Regions from separate parts of the Hordeum vulgare genome. Here region 2 is linked to region 1. The links are chromatin contacts, called in public Hi-C maps. All regions are on one chromosome and are shown on one strand. Each heading gives the region's core, a stretch centred on a gene start, on an enhancer-like site or on the middle of the called end of the contact. The rest is flanking DNA. Distances are from core to core; before and after follow the strand shown. Region 1 has its middle 45 kb from the start of LOC123422333. Region 2 holds the start of LOC123446867 (probable pectinesterase 53).

Evidence for each region. Hi-C and Micro-C count contacts between places; a contact is called where the count stands out from the background.
Region 2: a contact with region 1 is called in a Hi-C map of seedling, with 2.7 times the contacts expected there. The contact joins the promoter of LOC123446867 here to the enhancer-like site in region 1. A contact is called at or near these places in 3 of 6 Hi-C or Micro-C datasets (leaf and seedling) and 1 of 1 datasets of contacts at active chromatin or transcription factors (embryo).

The regions. Positions count from the first base shown.
Region 1 is chr1H:476,107,145-476,112,928 of MorexV3_pseudomolecules_assembly, reverse strand. No RefSeq gene overlaps it. Among protein-coding and RNA genes, the nearest start is that of LOC123422333, 45 kb to the right of the region's middle. Within about 2 kb of position 3,343, at least 3 of the 3 cell types and tissues checked have open chromatin away from gene starts, as enhancers often do. A contact at or near this core is called in leaf and seedling, where this site is marked.
Region 2 is chr1H:476,258,760-476,264,543 of MorexV3_pseudomolecules_assembly, reverse strand. LOC123446867 (probable pectinesterase 53) reads left to right here and starts at 3,493. Exons shown (of 5, transcript XM_045123410.1): 1 at 3,493-4,070; 2 at 4,185-4,374; 3 at 4,473-4,679. The coding sequence starts at 3,622. It overlaps LOC123446851 (protein cereblon-like), which reads left to right. Exons shown (of 9, transcript XM_045123400.1): 7 at 586-791; 8 at 1,135-1,298; 9 at 1,407-1,918. The coding sequence ends at 1,563.

The sequences.
Region 1 (5,784 bases), core at 2,094-4,593:
TGTCTCGGTTGAAGAATTGCTGTCTTCCCAAGACGACAAGATACCCAAGGCTGTGGTAGCCCCTAAGCCACAGTTTGTCATGGGTGAGCCTTTGGTCAACAAAGATGATCTCCCAACAAATATGCGTTACTTGCATCAAATGGTACTTAAGTGAATCAAAGAATGGGAGAACGATGATCGTGTTGAGTGTCCCACAAGAGTACTACGGCCGCCCCGAACAAATCCATATCGACTTTGATGAACTCTTCCAGATGTACAATGGCGACGCCCTCGACAAATCGCTTATGAGTTGCTATTGTCTGTAAGTTTTTCAATTCGTTGTCTACATATAACTTGTTTAGTTATTTCAATTCATTGTCTATATATAACTTGTACTCTATTATGCAGAATGAAGATTCTGGATTGTAAAAGTAAGAGCATCCTAAATATTGGGTTTATTGACCCAGATAAAATACATATAGCGACGCTAACTAATTATCCCAAGGAGACGGAGGAAAACCTTCTAAGGTTTCTAATAGATCAAAATTTATGTGACCACATACTGTTTCCATACAACTTCAGGTGAGGGTCTTTACTCTGTTGTGTCCATTCACTTATATGTGTAATTGATAAGTTACTGACACACATATATATATATACATGTGCAGCTTTCATTGGATTCTCTTGGACATTCAAATTGATAAGGGAAGAGTTGATGCCTTCGACCCATTATCGAGACCCTTGGAACAGTTCCAAAGCCTGCAGGACATGCTCCAAGGGTAATTTCAATCATTCTTGCGCTCTATTGGTCTCTTTCGATGATTTTCTAATATATCAATTAATGAAAAACTTAGCAAATCATTATCCTTATCGGGCAGGGTTTGGAAGCGGTTCAAGTGCGTGACTCCCGGTATCGAGCATGAGAAGTTGACCTTTAGAGCGGCTCAGGTAAGTAGTAGTATGATATACTTCTATTTTCAATACATTTATGATGCTAGATTATTATTTTGATTATATATATTCTATTCTCGTAAAGTGCGACCAGCAGCCATGGGGAACGCATCTATGCGGATACTATGTTTGCGAGACCATTCACACGTTTACCTCTGAGCACAAGGATCACAGATTCGACGTAAGCAATGAACATTCACACCTCTATTTTTATCCGTCATTCTTTGTTATCATGATTGATATTCATATTCATCTCCTCTTCTTATATAGCACACGGCCATGACGACGAAGGTCCTACCAGAGCAACGCACGATTGCTGTTGCAGAGGAGCTTGTTACCTTTCTGAGGACGGAAGCTATAGATGACAAAGGACGATTTAGTGTAGCTAGGGGCCATTACTGATGTTCGTCCATGTAATCAAATAGACGGGCTCTAGTCCCGATAATTCAGATCTCCATATAATTGTATATATATATGCTCGCTTGTAAGATAAGTTAACCTTATATATATATGCATAATTATTTCTATTTAAATTATATGAAAACTAATTCCCGAACACCAAACGAGGCATCACGTTAATCTCCCGAACACCTAAACCCTAAAACCCTAAAACCCAAAAATAATTTCATTAAAAAAACCCGAAAATAAGCAAAATCTGAAAATCTTTAGTCCCGGCCCGTGTAACGAACCGGGACTAAAAGTCCTGCCCGTGGGGCGTCCACGTGGAGCACCTTTAGACCCGGCTTGTAAAAGGGTCGGGACTAAAGGTTAGGCCTTTAGTCCCGCCCCTTTAAAGCCCCTTACGGGCCGGGGCTAAAGGCCCCGTCCCCACTAGTGGTAGGGTGTACTTGACTTGTCATAACAGCCAAATCTGCACCTCAACTAAAATTGGAAAAAATGCTATTTTTTTTATCTTGTTAAGTAGTCTAATCACCCTCTCTAGACATACTTTCTATCCTACAAGACTTTTTTAACACAGTAATATCAAAGTCGATCAAACACATGAATATACACTCACCTCTATAAACACACACACATACATCATACTTCTATGAACATCTTCAAGAGACTGAATCGTCATATCATCTAAAGATTTGACGATTTCATCATAGATGCCTTCTTTATCGACGGAAATGCTTCGTCCCATTAAACGCATATCGTTGGAAAGTCTGAAATAAATTCAAAAAATATGAGCATCAACTTTAAGTTTATAACTTAAATTTGCTGATATACCATTGTCCTGATGATCATTCAAGTAAGGATTGGTCGCGAGTGTTGGTGCTTTTTTTTTGACTAGGAGAGTGTTGGTGCTTGGTGCTACGTTTAACCATGGATTAGATATTCAATGTTTCATACAAGGAGTACGGGAAGCACGGGTATTTAATCTACACGGAACACGCAACGGGGCCAAGTATCCATCCCATCGTTAACCACCGCGCTCACGTGCCCCGCGCAACCGACGATGATTATTCACATTACAATACGCGAAACAGAAACACCTGGGCCCCCCTTCCGGGGAGCGACGCGGACGCGCGCGTGACGCAAGCCGTGCCAAATTTCAATGGGGCTGCGAGTAAAGTACGGGCGCAACATAATTATTTAACGCCACGCGCTGCGTACGCCCGGCTCCCAACACGGCCCGATGACGCCATCCGTCGCCGTCGCCGTCGCCGTCGAGCCGTCGTGACCGGAGGAATAAATAAAGTTTTCAAACCGGATGGGATGATCTCCGGTGCTGGATCCCACCGGCCACAGCGTAGGAGAAGTTGTCTACTGTACGTAGTATGTCTCTTCACAAACCCACGACGAATACATACACTTTACATACCGGGGAAGGTTGGGGTAGACTGGTAGACCCGTAGTCCGTAGAGGGATTCGGTTCCGCACGGTACGTAGGGAAAAAGTACGTACGCGCCGCACGGCGAGAGCACCGGCTCCAGGATCTGGTGCGGACCGTACGCACGCACGGATCGATCTCCCTCTCTCCACGCATCAACGCGTAGCGGCCAAGGAAACCAAAGCGGTGCGCCGGTACACTCCTCCGGCGACGATCCTAATTACTGCTACTACGGACGAGCCGCCCGCTTTCGGTGCCGGCCGACAGTCCGGGCGGGGAGAGCTGCGTGCGCCCAACACAGGCGCTCGCTCGGTCGCTCCCTCGATGCAGACGAGAATTGACGCCGGAGCCGCGGCTCCTGCTCCGGCAGCGATCGAAGACCGTACCGGTACGCAAGGAGGGGCGAACGAAAGGCGCAATCAAGGCGAGGATACGTACGAGATCCCTGCCGGTTTCCGCAATTAATAATGGCTTTGTGTGGCCGGTGACACCGAGGCAGGCATGGCCGGGTCGGTCAACACCTGTTCTGCCGCGGTGCGGTGCTGCCCCTGCAAATCGGTGTCACGCGTGATGCGCCCTTCATTTCCTCTCAGTTCTAGAGCCGAGCGAGGGGGTCCCCCACCGCGATCGATCGAGCCCCACTACAAGACCCCTTCGTCCGTTTAGGCCTGGTGCTCTGTCCGTTGCCCGTTTGTTGGGTGGGGCGATGGGCCGGGCCGGGCCGAATCGAATCGAATCGACCGACCCGGCGCGGGCGCAATGCATGCGCATCCAACGAACGAAACGGAAGTACTCCAGTCTACTACCACTACGTGGTACTCCGCGCCGCGTTCAAGTGCCTCCGCCCGGGCTAGCGAGCAGGGCTCATATAGGCGAGCACGTTGATACATTACTCAGTTCTGCGACCGTTATTAAATTTCCTACGTACTCTACGTGGGTTTGGGGTGGCACCACACAATCTATGGCGACGAGCGGCGATGCAGCTGCAGGGCATGATGGGCTTAAATGGCGACAAGGGGTATGTCGTGAGACAAGCTTGGACCTAGCTAGTATTGCTATGCCATGGAGTTTACTGCTGTCCGCTTTGCCGGGCTAAACACGTAGGCGTCGCGGTGTGACGCCACTGCCTCTACCGCTTTGTTCGGTCCCGATGCTAAAGACACCTTCTTTTTAGCATATACTACGATGCTAAAGAACTGAGACGAGAATAAAGGATCATCAGAGTACCTACAGTCAAACATAACAAATTCAAGTCTTTAAACGCTCGCGAACACGGTTGGATAACAAATTCAGGCCTTTAAACGCCCGCCAACACGGTCGGACGTGTCCGCTATCACTGACTCAGCAAGTCTCATTGTTGGCTTTCACATACGCATCTCTCATATCTAAACCCTCAAACCATGCAACTCATACAATGGTATGTAAAACTAGATCAATACGTAGTTTAGAGCATCTATAGCCGGACGTTTCAAATGACCCTTCATATGTCCGCGGACGCACCTGATCAGTGACCGAACAGGAGCGAGAAGAAAAAAGTGACACAACCGGACCTCTCATAGCATCCCTATACGTCTGCGCTGTCCGCGAACCTTCATATCCATCTCTAATATGAGGAGGATATGAGGGCTCGTGGACGCGCCCGGGCAGTCCGCCACATAGGACGCGGCATGGATCACCTTTTTGTTTTCTTTATTCATTTTATTATTTTTCTCTCTTTCTCTCCGTCAATCACGTGCAAGTGACCGGAAATATGATGAAAAAAAATGAGGAGTGAGGCTGCGCAGACAGACAAATAGAGTGACCGGGCGTGTCCGCGGGTGTTTAGGGGGTCATATTTGCAATGTCCGGCTATAGATGCTCTCATGGATCATATTGCATTGGCGGACAAAATGAGCATAGTTCATCGAAGTTTAACGGCAAATCCATACTACAGACTACTTAAAACAAACTTATAATATGAACAAAGCGTGGAAGAGCGGAAGAAATTGCCATTTCCTCGTCGACCTCTTCCCTTTCTATGCGTCGTGGCGGCTGTGCCCATCCTCCGTCTAGGCGTCGACGTGCGGAGGTATGTCGTCCTCATAGTGGGAGGTGGAGCCGTCCATCAAGTCGGAGTCGGAGCTACACCTCATGCCCGACAACCCGCGGAGCACGCGATTCTGCACCATCGCATGGTGGGCCGCCTTCGCCTTTGCCGTTGCCTCCTAATTTTCCTCGCGCTCCGACAATTCGATGACGAGTCGAAACGTCTTGGCATTATTGCGACGGAGGCGCCATACGTCCGCCTCCGCAGTCATGAGAGAGCGGCGGAGGATCGTTGTGAGGAGCACGTTCCCGGGATCGACGGGTGCGCTCGCGCGCGAACGGCCTATGGACATCGCCTCCCCCCTCTCCTCCGCTCGCTGGCGCTCATGTCGGCCTGCGCGTGCCTCGGACTCGGACGTCCTCGTGCGCTCCAGCCCCGGCGCGGGCATGAGGACCCAACAGTGGTCCAGCACCAGTTCTGGACCAGAGGGTGGTCGTGATGGGCGACATACCTGAAAAAGCGCAGTGGAGTTGCCGAGGCAACACGTCGGGTGAGAATGGTCGGAGACGTCGTCGACACTGCGTTGATGGGCAAAAGCGTCGAGGAAGATCCGCCGGGCCCGCCTTGCTCGAGAAGCGACCTCCTAACGGCGGCGCAGAGGGCGAGCTCCTCCACATCAATGGTCGAAGCATCGGATTCTCCGTAGGAGACACTTCTACTTCCGTTGCCGGCCATCGGATCGGAGGGGGGGATTAGAAGTGGAATGGACGGAGACAAGAGTGGAGTGGACTTTGAATTGAACGATACATAGGGTTTCTCGAATGATGATATTTATGGGGTCGGGGTTGGCGAGGCTGGGCCAAACCGACGTGACGGACGTGCTCGGGCCGCCCTCATATCCTCCCTCATAGAGAATTCAGAAAACTTACATGATTTTCATATTTTTTATATTAGAAAATGTTCATTAAATAAATCATGATGTGGAAAAAGT
Region 2 (5,784 bases), core at 2,244-4,743, 150 kb before region 1:
CGATTAAAATCTGCGGCACACTTCGCCATACTTGAGGTAACCTTGCCACACTGTTCTGAATCAATGACACGTGGGACCTAAATTATAGGAGAAGAATCTTGCCACAAGTGTGACTGTTAGCCAGACGGGGGCTTCCTCAGTCACACTTCCCTAAGGCTTTGTTCGGTTGAGAGGGAAGTGAAAGGGATTTGACAGGGATTGAGGGGATTAAATCCCTAACAAGTCAAAATCCCCTCCAATCCTCTCCAATCCCCTTGGGAGGAGGATTAACCGAACAAGGCCTAACTTGTGGTGTGGCAAAGTGTGGCAACCTTAGTGTACCAACCAAACATGCCCTACATATTTCATTGAATCCTTACCAGAATACCAACTTTGCCTCAGTCAAACTTGCCTAACTTGTGGTGAGGCAACCTTAGTATACCAACCAAACATGCCCTACATATTTCATTGAATCCTTACCAGAACACCAACTTTGCCCTGTGTAACATCTTCTCACTAAAGTAAATAAACTATAAGTCTGCAAATCCTTAGGTATGTTTGCGATATTCAGTTGGTTATTTTTGTTATACCATCCCTTTGTTGCAGATTTGTGGAGACTGATAATTAAAACACCAAACGTTGATGAGCTTGTAAGAAAACCAGATCTTTTGTCATTTTACATCGGAAACCAACTTCCAGTATCAGAACCTGTGAGACAAAAATTGCTGGAGATTAATGGGGTTTCGTATCGCCTTCGAAAGGAGATCCAGCTTCTAAAGGCCTGTGATCTCATAAAATGTGGATACTGCAAGGTAACAATCTACTGTATCTGGAGGTGATATTTTAACTAGTTGATCGGTGCTGATACCTTGACGTACATCCAGGTTCAGTAGTCTGGTCTGTTGCTTCCATCATAGATAGCTTCTTTAGATCACCTGTATCACAGCGTGCTAGATTAACATGTTATTTTGCAACAAGGCTTTGTCAAAAGTTGCACTCAGATACTGGACGTATCCTTGGGTGATGTAGCCTGTTGCAGCTGCTTGATGAGTAATGGCATTAATGTAAAACCAAGTTGCTTCTTGTATAGCTAAATCGAAGAATTTCACGATTATGGCTATTACTCTGTGCTGACATGTATGTTAATTATGCTAGTCCGAAATAGCAAAGCATAGCGACGTGGTGGTGATGTCTAGCGATGGGCCTCTTGGTACTTATGTCAACAATCATGGGTATGTGCACGCGACGATCACTGTGAACAACGCAACAGGGCTTGATATTGAGGGGGATCCCACAGAGGAACACAGCTGGTTTCCAGGGTATGACCTTTTTCTTGACTCCTTGTCTATCTCCCAGCCGCCTCCATGTTTTATTCTACAATCTTCGAATGTGAGAATAACTCATAAGCACATTATCTTGCTATCCAGATACGCCTGGACTATCGCATCGTGCTCTTCCTGCGACTCCAACATAGGCTGGCTGTTCACTGCCACCAAGAGGTATCTGCATCCGAAATTCTTCTGGGGGATCCGCAGCTGCCAGATCGCCGATATTGTAGATGCAGGACAACAACAGGAAGAATGATGCCGCTCTCCATGTACAGCAAACCCTTTCTGAATTGTGCCTTTTCCCCGTTTCCGCAGACTTAGAACCTAGACTGAGAGCGTGGCGCATGTGCTATCCTTGTCACGCTCTCATTTTTAGCCTAGCCCCATATATACCCGCCGTTCACCTTCATTGAAGTTCCTGGGAGACTGACCACCCTCTTTCCTGGGTGTGCTGTGTGTAGTGTCGTGTATCCGTGCTCCGTTACAGAGAAATACCTTAGATGCAGGTGGTATGCACCTAGACCGAGTAATAAGTTTCCGAATGCTAAACAAAGCATGTTACTGTGAAAAGTGTTGGGGTAAATGGAATGTTGTGTTGAAAGTTAAGAAAATTCCACCTCCCTCTGAAATGATGCCTGGAAATCCGGTTCTCTTTGTAGATCTGTGTGAGAGTGCGGCTTTGTGGAGAAGAAAGTAGAAAGGTTCAGTTGCCATACCCTATACGGTACGGTAATGCAGTAGAGTAGCGGTAGAGTGGGAAAGTGGCCCTGAGCCCCTGAGAATGAGTGGTAGCTCCACAATTTACTCCATCGCCATGGTTAGCAGTACTAGCACCGAGCAGGAGGCAGCAGGGTCGTCGGTCGGCCCAGCTGAGCTAGCACGAGTGGCGAGCAGCAACGCGTATGGAGCGTACTGTCGGTTTGCTCCAGCCAGTATCCGTGGAACCGGTAGCGAGTTGGCCGGTATTTCAATACCGCCTTCCGTAAAAGCGAGAGAGACCTGGCGATCACGGGTGGCGGAAGAAGGATGGGCCATGGCAGCAGCACAAGCTGACACTAGGAGAGGGGCATCGGCGTACCAGACGGGAGGGGAAGCCAACACTGACAGAGAATGTGCGCTTCTCTGCGTCTGTATATGTCGATTGCATTTACAGATTACCTGCCTGTCCTTCCATGATGTGTACACCGGTACGAGTATATGAAGTATGGATATTTGTATATAACTGTTTAAAGCTGCGAGGATGGTGGAGGCGGTACTTGATGGTGAGCATGCTGAACTGCTCGATTGCGTACTCATTCCCGTGCGACTTTCATGGCTTTGCGATGCGCATGCGACTCGGTAGTCGACGGACGGGAGAGACCATTATTTTATCTTCCCGGAAATAGAAATGCCGGCAAATCCGCTTTCAGAAAATACTGTTTTTCTTTCACGCTCAATAAAAGTTTTAGCGCACTACTGTAACGATTTTATTCCGTGAGACCAGCATTGCTTGTTCAGACGCTCAAAAACACACGTCCAAAAAAATACGCGGTGTAAATTGTAAAGCGTGCGTGATCCGGCATCCCAAATTTACTGCACGCGATGACGTTTTTAATACATGCCTAAAACTTTTTAACACGCGTAGTATTTTACAGGCTCTGTTGAAGTTGTCCGACAAAAAAAAAATGAGGATTTTTATCGTCCCAAGCTGTGTTTTGAGCCTCTGTTGAAGATGCCCTTATAAAAAAAAGGTTGTTTCTAGCACTGGTCGTCACCCACGAGAGTCAAGTCGGAGGTCGTTATGCCGCCGCGGAATGGAACCAGGGTACAAGGAAACAGTGCTCAAGACAGAGTAAACCACGGGGTCGCGATTTAGCCACCGTAAGTAGAACTGCAACTGCAAGGTTGGTTTGCCTTTCCCGATAGGACAGTGGGAGACCGAGGCCAAGGGGAAGACGAAGACGAACGCACATGCATGTGGCCGAGCATGTGGTGCATGCATGTACCGCCGTAGCCGCACCGCACAAGCGCCGCTCTGCTAGATGCGCGCGCACGCCCACGCCCACACTAGAGCCAACACACACGAACAGCGGCCTCTGCTCGTGCTCTTGCTCGTGCTCGTGAGCTGTGTCATTCCATCGTTCCCTCGGAACAGGACGCCCGTGATCTCCTTAAATCCCCCCCCCCCCCCCCCCCCCCGCTCCCCAATTATACCTGACACACGCAGACACAGCCCCATTGTAGCATACCTAGCTAGCTGCCGGTGAGTGACCACCGCAACAGCGCCCCTCCACTGTTGCCACTGGCGGCGTACTCGCAGCGCATTGTCGCGGCGATGGCAGCGTCGTCCTCGTCCTCGCCGTCGTCGCGGGCGAGGTGGCTGGCGTGCGTTGTGGTGCTGTTGGCGCTGCTGCTGCTGGCCGGGCCGGGCGACGTGGACGCCGGCCGGCACGGGCACGGGCGCGGGCGCGTGGAGCACAGGCACACCAAGGGCCTGAGGCCGGGGAAGGCTGCTGCTGCGGCGGCGAGGCCCTACCCGGCGAACGCGACGGCGGTGGAGACGATCGAGCGGCGGTTCACGCGGTGGGTGCATTTCATGGGCGCGCTCGAACACAGCGTGTTCCAGCGGGCGCTCAACCGCGCGCTGCTCCCCACGACGCGCACGATCGTCGTGGACAGGACGCCCGGGGCCGGCGACTTCAGCACCATACAGGGCGCCGTCGACTCGCTCCCGATCATCAACCTCGCTCGCGTCGTCATCAAGGTCAATGCCGGCACCTACACGTACGTGCGTGACCTGACCAACATATCGTATACTTGCCCATCGATCGTTCTAGTCGTCGGTGCTCGGCGTCTGACTGACGGTGAGAGTGCATGGCCCGTGTAAATGTAATGCAGGGAGAAGGTGAGCATCTCGCCGCTGCGCGCGTTCGTGACGGTGGAGGGCGCGGGCGCGGACCGGACGGTGGTGCAGTGGGGCGACACGGCGGACACGGCCGGGCCATGGGGCCGCCCCTTCGGCACCTTCGCCTCCGCCACCTTCGCCGTCAACTCGCAGTTCTTCGTCGCCAAGAACATCACCTTCAAGGTAAGTGCCGTGCGTACTGTATCTGTACTCACTCGTCGACCCAAGGCTCGACGACACTGGTTGATTGATTGATTGATTTGGATGGGATTGTGCTGCAGAACACGGCGCCGGTGCCTCGGGCGGGCGCGCTGGGGAAGCAAGGGGTGGCGCTGCGGATATCGGCGGACAACGCGGCGTTCGTGGGGTGCAACTTCCTGGGCGCGCAGGACACGCTGTATGACCACCTGGGCCGCCACTACTACAAGGACTGCTACATCGAGGGCTCCGTCGACTTCATCTTCGGCAACGCCCTCTCCCTCTACGAGGTGCACCCTCGTCTGCTCCTCTGCCTCCCCTGCCATTGCAAAAAACATCTACTCCTATCTCTCTAGATTTCACAGGCAAGCTTAATTAGCACCTGCGAGTCAAGTCAGCAGAGCATCTTTGCTCCACCCACCTGACGTGTCAGTGTGTCGGCTGTACGTGCGGTTGAACCCTGCGTGCAGCCACAAAGAGGTGGTGTCATGTCGGTACCCGCCGGGGCTGGGCCGCGGCTCTCTGACGGGCAGAGCATCCAGCTCGAGCGTGCATGGCCTACCACTACCAGTGTCCTGCATAGAGTCGCGTACGTACGTACGTACAAGAGCCCTCCATGCACGACGGGTCGGTCGGTCATACTGTTGAAAAAACAAGGAAACAGATAATGTTCCTGCCAGTGCGCGCATTCCAGGAACGGAATCGTAGCACCCGTGACAAATCTTGTCCCACCGGCAACCCTCGTTCTGGGCCAGACACGATCTCGTTCTGTGGCAGTGCAGCCACCGCTGAGTTAGTCCCGGGCCGTGCCGCCCGTGGCGCGGTGGCCATGCCGCCATGCAGTGCAGGTGAGCGCGACACCGGCGGATCCGCAGATGGATGCTGCATGCTGGGTCACGGCCTTCCGTCCCGTACGTACGTATCCATCTCGCTTCTGTTCGTCCGCCTGCGTGTGACGGACCGGGGCCGTGCATGCAGCAGGGACAGGACAAGGGGGGAAGGGAATGTTGATTTCCGTTAATTAATGGGGGATCTTGGTTCTTAATGGCAGCGAGCCGGTGTCGCTCCGCTTGTACCGTTGCGAAACGTGGCTTTCTGGTGGCGGCAGGTTCCCCGGTCCGGTCCCTCCTCGGCCCCAGGCGAGGCGCCGGCAGCTAGCTCCGGCCCGTGACGACGGAGGAGCTAGCCTTGCTGGCTGGTGCCGTACGTGCCTATCTCCTTATACCCTTTGCTTAATTAGCTGGACATAAAATGGCGCTAGTCAATCAATCGCTAGCTTACACTGCATTTTTGGCAGCGCATATACCTAGCTAGCATTACCAACCGACATTTTCTTCACCGAAACCACGGCAGCATTTTCTTGACCAAAATCCTAGCTAGCTAGCTAGCTGACGT